Linked DNA regions of Mus musculus: region 2 is linked to region 1. A link is a contact called in public HiChIP or PLAC-seq data. All regions are on one chromosome and are shown on one strand. Each heading gives the region's core, a stretch centred on a gene start, on an enhancer-like site or on the middle of the called end of the contact. The rest is flanking DNA. Distances are from core to core; before and after follow the strand shown. Region 1 overlaps Cep170b (centrosomal protein 170B). Region 2 has its middle 2.6 kb from the start of Gm25622.

What was found. HiChIP or PLAC-seq counts read pairs in DNA pulled down with a chosen protein or histone mark.
Region 2: a contact with region 1 is called in a FOXA1 HiChIP or PLAC-seq map of pancreatic cancer cells. The contact joins two enhancer-like sites. A contact is called at or near these places in 1 of 115 datasets of contacts at active chromatin or transcription factors (pancreatic cancer cells) and 1 of 9 other capture datasets (adipose tissue).

Annotation. Positions count from the first base shown.
Region 1 is chr12:112,740,856-112,745,532 of GRCm38.p6, reverse strand. Cep170b (centrosomal protein 170B) reads right to left here. Exons shown (of 19, transcript NM_001024602.3): 13 at 4,522-4,677; 14 at 2,421-2,580; 15 at 1,987-2,130; 16 at 1,775-1,863; 17 at 1,370-1,463; 18 at 959-1,010; 19 at 1-868. The coding sequence ends at 621. Among named protein-coding and RNA genes, the nearest start is that of Mir6940, 9.9 kb to the right of the region's middle. Within about 2 kb of position 2,187, at least 128 of the 459 cell types and tissues checked have an H3K27ac peak or open chromatin away from gene starts, as enhancers often do. A contact at or near this core is called in pancreatic cancer cells, where this site is marked.
Region 2 is chr12:113,209,203-113,213,914 of GRCm38.p6, reverse strand. No RefSeq gene overlaps it. Among named protein-coding and RNA genes, the nearest start is that of Gm25622, 2.6 kb to the left of the region's middle. Within about 2 kb of position 3,139, at least 23 of the 459 cell types and tissues checked have an H3K27ac peak or open chromatin away from gene starts, as enhancers often do. A contact at or near this core is called in pancreatic cancer cells, where this site is marked.

The sequences.
Region 1 (4,677 bases), core at 938-3,437:
AAACTCAGTGGGTTTGGCAGTTGTGTTGGCACCAAGGACTTAGAACCACTCGTCTGCCCAGGTTGATGGACTCTGCAGCAGCTCCGGCCGTGGACTCAGTAGGAGCCACAAGGCAAGTGGCCTCCTTCCTGGGCAGTTTGGGGACATGCCAAACCCATCCAGCTCCTGTGTTTGGCACTGACTGGCCCCAGGGTCCAGCTCCTTTCTCTGTCTGGCCTCAAGCCAGCACATAGGGATGAGACGGGGCCTCCCAGGCTGGGCCTGGACCTAAGCGGGGCCTGCAAGTTCCTGCAAGGGAGCAATGTACTCTTTCCTTTAAAGCTACCAACAAAAACAATGGTGATTGACAGGAGGTGAATATGGGGCCTCACCAGCTGGCCCTTGGCAGTGGACACCCCAGGGGCTAGGCTGGGAGGCCTGTGGAGGTGGGGGCGCCATGGGCTGGATGAAGTGGTTCAGGTGCTGGCTGAGGAGGGTCTGGAAATGGGAGGCACCCATCCATGGGGCTATGGCACATACAGGGTTTTCACAGAGAACCTCCTGCAGCCAGGCAGGTGGGCCGTGGGATGGATGCACAGGACACACGCGCAGAAGAAGGCTGGCCTTGCCCGCCTCACAGCTTAGATCAGAAACCTCTCAGCATCAGGAAGGAAGGCAGGCTCCGGGAGGCCGGGGGGCCCGCAGTTGGCCCGCTGTGGGAAGCTCCTGAGAGGCAGGGCTGGCAGCAAGGTATCCACCGAGGCAGGTGAAGTTGAGCTCTGAGCTGCTGGCCGGGCTTTCCCAAGTCCTGGCTGGCCAGACCCTGAAGGAGCCCTGTTTCCCATCAGTAGGTCGAGGTTCAAGCTGGGGTCCACGATGGCATTGATGACTGGAGGAAGAGATCAAAGAGTCCAGTTGAGAATCTGGCTATAAGCCTCTGAGGTCGCCCTTGCCTGCCCTAGGTCTGGGCCACACCTACCTTCTAACTGCTTCTGTACGCGTCGAAGTTCCTTCAGGATGGAGCTGATTTCCTGGGAGGACAGAGAGGAGGAAGGTTGGAGGGCAAGAGTAGGAACATGCAGGGCCCCCAGGGCCTCCTGGTGGACTTGGATTAAGGATGTGGCTCAGACCAGCTCAGCAACGCCCACTGGCTGGGAGCCAGGCCGGAGGATGGGGGTCCAGGCCCGAGGGTAGAGGTCCAGGCCCGAGGATGGGGGTCCTGGCCCGAGGATGGGGGTCCAGGCCCGAGGATGGGGGGCCAGGCTCAAGGATGAGGGTCCAGGCCCGAGGATGGGGGGCCAGGCCCAAGGATGGGGGGCCAGGCCCAAGGATGGGGGGCCAGGCCCGAGGATGGGGGGCCAGGCTCAAGGATGGGGTCTCTGTCTCTCACCTTGTTGGATGTCTTCAGGATGGGTACTTCATTCTCAGAGTTGATTCTGGCCTCTAAGTCCTCCCAGGCCCGGCCTGTATTCTGGAAGAGGACCCTGAGAGGGGAGCAGGGACAAGGGCAGTGACAGAGAACACAGAACAGCTGCTCCCCTGATATTCTCTGGCCATAGTAGAGCTGATTCAAGAGGGAAACTGACACCCGGAGCAGGAGTGTGGCTAGCTACCTCATGCTCAGATGGGAACAGCTCAGATAGGGCCAGAGAGAGAGAGGAAGCAATGGGGCCCCGACCCCAGGGAGCAGTGAAGACACACAGAGACTGGCTACCCACATGTGACCTATCAGGCTGCATACTATTGCTAGATGCAGCACACGTGACCTGTTGGCACCCAGGGACTACCCGCTTACTTCATCTTCTCAGCAAGATGCTCCGTGTTTTCACGAATGGCATGTGACAGCTGGGACACCGGGTTTAGCATCAGATTATCAAAGATCACCTGGAAGGACCTGGGCATTAGTATGGCCGGGGCCCTCCCCTCTCCACCCAGCTAGCTGGCCTCCATCCAGACACTAAGACACGCCCCAACCCGCAGCTACGCAATGTCAGAGGGGCACCGTGCCTCCTCACGGTTCCGAGGCCTCGTCTTGTTGGTCAGAGCATCGTCTCGGCTGTCATTCATGTTCTGGTCCAAGTTGTGAGAGTTCATAGAGCCAGGCGGCACTTTCTGGAAGTTCAGGCTGGCCTCTGGTATACGCTGTACCAGCTGCAGAGAACAGAGCATTGGCTCGGCTGATGCAGAGGAACCACTAGGGGGTGCAGTGAGCCCCTGCACTGCTTCAGTCAGAGAAGAGATAAAACAGGACGTGACAGGCCTGGGCCCGTCTGCATCTGCTCCGGATCCCTCCCAACGCCCACTCCCTTGGAAGGACAAGTTTCCACAGCACAAGCTCTCGGGATTCTGTAAGGATTCTTATTACAGCCCTCACACCAAGAAGCACATGGTGGATTTGACCCTGGCAGATGAGCATGTGCCCTTGAGAGGCCTGAACTCACCTCTTCCCGGGCTGAGATGGTTGAGGCAGGGGTGTTGGGCACATTCCCGAGAGATGGGCTGCGAGTGGGGCCTGGGGAGCCCAGTGAGTCCCCGTCTCCAGCCACATCATGGATCTCCCTGGCCAGGATGGCCACATCCTTCACTAGTGTCTGGCTTAGCCTGCAGCCAACAGGAAAAAACAAGTTCTGCTAGTGGTCCTCTTGGGAGAGCCCCAGTGCACAGAGGAGGGCGGTGAGGACCCACAAGCATCCTGTGCAGAGTCAGGTCCAACTCCACTGCCTGAGGCTGTGCTGGGTAAAGGCCTGGGCCTGAGGTACATGGCCTGCCCGAGCTGGGCCTGGGGTGTGTGGGGGTCTGACAGAAGCGTAGGGTCCCCAGACGTTCTCCTCTTCCTGCACACCAGAGCTAGTCACTGGCCATCAGGCCCTCCCAGAATGGATGTAACGTAGCCTCAGAGTGCATGGGCACCACCTTGGTGAGCAAGGAAACAGAGGCACGGGAGGAGTGAATAGGGGCTCCTGAGTCCAAAGGTCAGAGTTGTAGAGGGACCTTGTGGCTCTTCCAGTATGGCTGAGAGCTAAGTTCTGATCACACCATGGGGGAGCACACATCTGACAAGGGTCCTGGGGCTTGTCCCAGTGAGGCACCTGGGCAGCCAGGAGACAGACGACAAAGTAGGCAGCAGCAATTCCCTGGGCTTGCTGCTTTGAGGACACCAGTCTAACTAGGTTCCTGGACACATGGCCAGCCCCGTCTTTAGGGAGGTCCCTGAAGGGCCCACATCCTCTCTCTTGCCTTCACAGTTCTTCAGGCTCATTACCACCATGATCCACACACTTGAACCCTCAGCTCCAGACTTAGGGTATCCTACGACTCTCCTCTTGGGTCTACGTAGGACCTGCATCCTAGGCCTTTGCCATACCTGCCTCTCTCCAAAAGCTTCGTCATGGTTCCCCAGATGGGTGACCCAGGCTTCTCATGGTTCTGACATCAAGAGAGCACAGAAGCAGGTCCCCCTGACTCTAGGTGACACCAAACCTCCAAATGTTCCCACTTCTTCCTGTGCTGCTTCTCTTGGGGCCTCTTTCTACAGGGAAACTGCAGCAGTCTCCTGGGCCCACCAGGAAGGCACACCAGAGCTTGAGAAGCCCACACGGGCCACACCTCTTCCTGCTCCTTCTTATACTGAGACCTGAGGAGCCTTTGTCCCTTTGGGTCTCACTCAAGGGCCATACATCCTCCCGTACACCCCGCCTGCCTCTCAGGAGGACCCTCTTTGTCAACCCATCTCTCTTACCCTGTCCTCTATGTGACCTCATTCTACCACGGCCTCAGCTTCTGCCTGTGAGGTTACAGTAACTGTGCCCCCATCCACACATGGGCCACTCATGAGGGCCATCTGTTTCTGGTCACCTTCTCAGTGTCTCAAGAGCTCTCAAGAACAGCAACCTCAACAAAATTCCTGAGGTCCACCTTGTTCCTAGGGGACATCTCTACAAGCTTTCCAGTGCCTGGGCACCAGGACACTGGCCATAGCCAGCTAGATCCATCTCCACACACCCTTTCCCAGAACACATCCCAAAGAATGGCCTCATGAGGAAGTTTATTTGGAATAAACTGTGGTCACACTAGCTCCTTGAACCCAAAGTTCCCCGCCCTCCTAGAGAGACACCCACCGGTCCACCTATCCATCCACCCATCCATCCAAATATCTACTCATCAACTGAGCCATCGCCTAGTGACTAATCCATCCATCCACATACCCACTCATTTATTCATTTATACACCTCTTTGTTGTTGCTGTTATTGATTTTGAGACAGGATTTCTCTGCGTAGCCCTGGCTGTTCTAGAACGAACTCACTCTGTAGACAAGGCTGGCCTCAAACTCACAGAGATCTGCCTGCCTCTCCCTCCCAAGTGCTGAGATTAAAGGCATGGCACCAGGGGGTCTCATCCACCCACCCACCCACTCACATAGCCACCACCCACCAAATAATCTCTAAATCTACTCAGGGTCAGAAGCCCAGCCTAGCCCTGGCCCTTAGGCTGCTCTCAGCCAAGGGAGGGGGCCTCTGGCCTGGCCCTGACTGGTCACTCACCTAGCAATCTCTGCGATCTCTGCTGTCTGCACGATGAAGCCGTAGGGGTCAGGCTCTTCCTCGTCATCATCTGTGTCTCGGGGGCCCTGGGAGCGAGCCCGGGTAGAGCTGCTGCCCCTTGGGGTCTGTGTGGCTGTTGAGGCATGGGAGCGTGTG
Region 2 (4,712 bases), core at 1,890-4,389, 470 kb before region 1:
GTTGCTGGGATTTGAACTCAGGACTAAAATGTTTTTTTAATTCTTTCTCTAGTACATTGGTGTTTTGCCTGCATTTGCGTGTGTGAGAGCATTGGATCTCCCAGAAGTAGAGCTATAGACAGTCAGGAACTGCCATATGGGTGCTGAAAAATGAACTCCGGTCCTCTGGAAGAGCGGCCAGTGCTCTTAACCATGGAGCCATCTCTCCAGCCCCTAATTATTCTTTGAAACTTTCCTACAGAAATACAATGGATTTTGCCCCCATCTGTCTGCCCTCACTTCCCCCCAAATTCCTCCAATGCTCCTCATGTCCCCTCTTTTATCATTATTATTAATAACTAAGTCCAATTAGTGGTGCCCACATGCACAAGAGTATGGTGGCAACATACAAGAGGCCATGTCCTCAAAGGAAAGTGGCATTCCCTCCCATGCAGCCAGCAACTGCTAATAGCTCCTACACCAAAGATGGGTCTCAAAGGCTCCTCCCCAACACCGGCTGGAATTTTGACTAACTTGATCTTGCTTCAGTCCAGCCCTGGATGAGACCACTGAAGTCCCTCCCACCCTTCAACAGCTGGCACAGCAGCCTCCAATGCTAGGGAAGCTAGCCAGCAGGGAAAGCAGGGAAAGGGTTCCTGGCCGAGCAAGATGGAATTTTCACTGCTCTGCATCCAAAATAAGTGGCTCTTCAGCAGTAAGGTCTTACCATCTAGTCATGGTGGACGGCCAGGAACAAAGGCAATAAACAGCCTGGCTTGTCTTGGATTCTTCTGGAGTCTTCCAACTAATAACTTGTAGGCGATTAAGATTTCATTTAGTAACCCATGTCTTTTTGTTGTTGTTTTGTTTTGTTTTGTTTTGTTTTGTTTTGTTTTGTTTTGTTTTAAGACAGGGTCTTTCTGTGAATCCTGGTTGTCCCTGAATAAGCTATATAGACTAGGTGGGGCTCGAACTTAGAGATCCTCCTGCCTCTGCTTCCTGAGTGCTGGGATTTAAAGCATGTGTTGTTGTAGCTTGTCAAAAGACCCTCACTCACACAAAGATTCCACAGAGACCGCCATCGTTGCAAAAACGAGTGAGGATTTTACTTATCTAACATGTCGGGGAACCCCCTCTCAGCACGAAGGCCAGAGGAGAGGCCCAGAACAAAGAGAGATCACACTTTTTATACTTTTGTAAGGGCCGGATATAGGCACCAGGGTAGTTTGGCTTAATTTAATTGGTGTAGCCAATAACCTTTTTAGACATTGGTTGGTTTGTATACGGTGACTCTCTTTTTGTCTGTCCTTGTGGTTTTTAGTGTGCGGCGGGGCAGGGGAATTGTTAATCTTGTTTTGGAAGCTTAGTAAGTTTAACCGTTAAAACTATGTTTCTATCTTTGTTTAGTCAGCCAGCTTCCTGATCTGGCTCTGCACTTGGCCTGCTAGTACAGTTTGAAGGGGGAAGGTACTGGGTAGTCTTGAATTTAATTTGGATATTACATTCCCCCCTTTCTCTTTGGTACATTTCAATCCTGAAATGATGTCTTACTTTGTTGTAGCTACTGATATTATTGTCTGAACATCAAAACTTGTAGTGTACTTAAGCAATTAAGGATGTATGGGCCAAAGGTTAAGGACAGAAAACAGGATAAGAAGGGGTAGTGAGTAGGGCTAGGTGGGGACCCTTCCATCGATGCTCAAGGGTCTGAGCGTGATCCAGGTGCACGCAGATTAGATCTCCGACTGGAACTGGTGAAATGTCTTTGGGGTACCCGGCTCGTTCGCTGTCACCAGTTGGATCAGACTTCTTTTTGTATCACCTGTAAGTCTTTTAACTTAGCATACAGAGCATTATTATAACAACATGTGGGTTTAATTATATTATTTAAACAGTGGTGGACATGGGAGCCCCATAAAGGATCTCAAAAAAAAGTGAGACTGAATTAAAAGGAAGTATTTTTAGTTTTAAACAGGGCAAGGGGAAGGAGCACTATCTGGTCTGTAGCCATGGGTAATTTTGTCGAGGTCTCTTTTAGGGTTCTATGAATCCTTTCTACCTGTCCTGAGCTCTGAGGTCTGTATACACAGTGTAATTTTTATTTGACCTCTAAATACTTAGCCACGCCCTGACTTACCTGGACAACAAAGGCAGGGCCATTAATTGGCCTTATTGCTTTTGGCACTCTAAACCTTGGAAAAATTTTTTCAATAATCTTTTTGATGACTATCTGAGCAGTCTTATTTTTACAGGGGAAAGCTTTTATCTATTTTAAGAATGTTTACAAAAGCCAGAAGGTATTTATATCTTATCTGTTTTCAGTAAAGTCTACTTCCCAGTAGACTCCAGGTCTGTCTTCCTGATCTCTTCTCTGGATCCACCATGGTGTGGCAGACATTGACTTTTTGGCAGGGCACACACTTTTGCACCACCTACTCTATAAGGTGTTTTAAACCTGGTACATGATACTTAGTTTTGGAAAATGTCTGGATGAGCTTGCTGACCCCTACGTAAGTCCACTGGAGCATCTGTTTGATCATAGCCTCTGATTGTCTTTGTGGCAGGAATTTTCTTTCCATGGAGGTGTACCACAGTCTCTTATTTTTGTTGAACTGGTGACTGGAATCTTTGGAAATGAAGGCTAAGTCTTTTGCTATGTAGGCAAACTCGGGCTCCATTGCCAGGAGCACCCGCAGGGCCATGGCTGTAACTGTTCGTGCCTCTCAGTCTGTCACGTTGTTGTCCCTTGTTATCATGGGTTCTCTCTTCTGGTGACTAGGACAGTGGATGATGTTTACCTTGGCAGAGCCATGGAGGGCCTCAGTAGATCCAGTACTACTTCTTTGTTCTTAATTCCTTTTCCTCCCGACGTCAGTAGACTCCTCTGTTGATATATGGCCTCATGGACGTGGTCTGTGGCAAAAGCGTACCTGCTATCCATGTAGATGTTGAGTCTTTTTCTTTTTTTTTTTATTTCAAGGCCTTAGTGTGGACGATCAGTTCTGCCTTTTGAGCCAATGTGTTCTCTGGCAGGGCCTGTGTCCAGCTACCACAGCTGCTGGTCTGTCAGATCTTCACGCCAGTCTTGTCTGGGAGCAGGGTAGCTAAGTTCAGACTTGCGGGGGGCAAAAGTGACTCTACCAGAGTTGAGCAACAGAATCTGGTAATGAGTCATGCGAGCATTAGTCAGCCATCGATCGGGGCTGATCCACACTTTTTAGGGCATGCACTAAGTTCTGTCCCAGAGTCAATTTATCTGCTTCCTTGACCAGTAACGTTACAGCAAACAAGCCGGCCATCCTACAGCCACAGGGTCTAATTTTTTAGATACGTATGCCACAGGTCTTTTCTAGAGCCTCAGTCTCTGAGTAAGAACTCCTTTTTGGCAATATCTTTGTTCTCAGTCACATCTGGGAGGCCTAAAGCTGGAGCCAACATTAGGGCAGTCTTAATGGCATCAAAGGCCTGTTGTTTTTTTATTTTTTTTCATATGAAGGGCTGTTTATCTCTTTAATTTAGCAAATTCTGGAATCCACAGGCTGTAAAGGCCCGCAGTGCCCAGGAATTTTCTAACTTGTCTTGAATTGGTTAGTGGGTGAATATGAAACACAGTCCCTGTTTTAGTTTTAGAGAGCCACATTGTCCCTTTTCTTCTTTTTGTTGGAGCAGTCTCTCACCCAGTGTCTTTTTTTTTCTTTACAGTAAACATTGATCTTTAGCCAAAGGCGCTCTGCAGCTGCTGCCCAGGTACTATCTATCTTACTAGCCTCTCTAGCTTTCCTGACTATTGTGGCCAATAATTTATCTTATCCCTTTTTAATTTCTTGGCTTCTTATTTGTTGTTGTTGTTGTTTATCATTTTTAAGTGCTAACATTATCAGCATGTGCCACTTCGCTAGGCTCTCGTCCTTGTTATGTGTTTCATTACAAGCATGCTAGGGCACTACATATTATTTCTCATAACAGACAATCTTGAAGCAACATGAAAAAGCAGGTTACAGACAAACAAAACTTCATTATTCACATGTTACACACATATCATTAAAATGTTCACAACACTGTATTTGTGGGTAAAGGACCACAGGTAAATAGCCTGGTGTAAATTAAAAACACGATAGTCTGGGGGTTGGTGAGATGGCTCAGTGGGTAAGAGCACCTGACTGCTCTTCTGAAGGTCTGGAGTTCAAATCCCAGCAACCACATGGTGGCTCACAACCATCCATAACGAGATCTGACTCCCTCTTCTGGAGTGTCTGAAGACAGCTACAGTGTACTTACATATAATAAATAAATAAATCTTTTTTAAAAAATAAAATAAAATAAAAAAACACGATAGTCTGTAACTCCTTGGAATGTTTGTGGAGAGCCATCATCGTATTTTCTAACATGACCCACATTTAGAGCAAGGGGTGACCAAGTGGAAGGAAAAAGAAACTGTAGTCTCAGGGAAACATACAAATTAAGTAATCTCTTGATAGAACACAAACTAGTGATGCCTAAATATCAAGTCACCGGAGGACTTGCTCATCACTTACCATGCTCTTAGTTCCATAAATGCCTTTTGAACAACACCAAATCTACACACATTTAACATAAGCAAGCGATACAGTGTCACCTCACCCAGCCTAACACATTTCTTCAGAGAGCAACATTGTTCACCCATGGATATACTTTGTTCAAATTGCTTTATAAATGTTAGCTTACAGAGTAGCGACTTTATAAGGCTTCTTCAT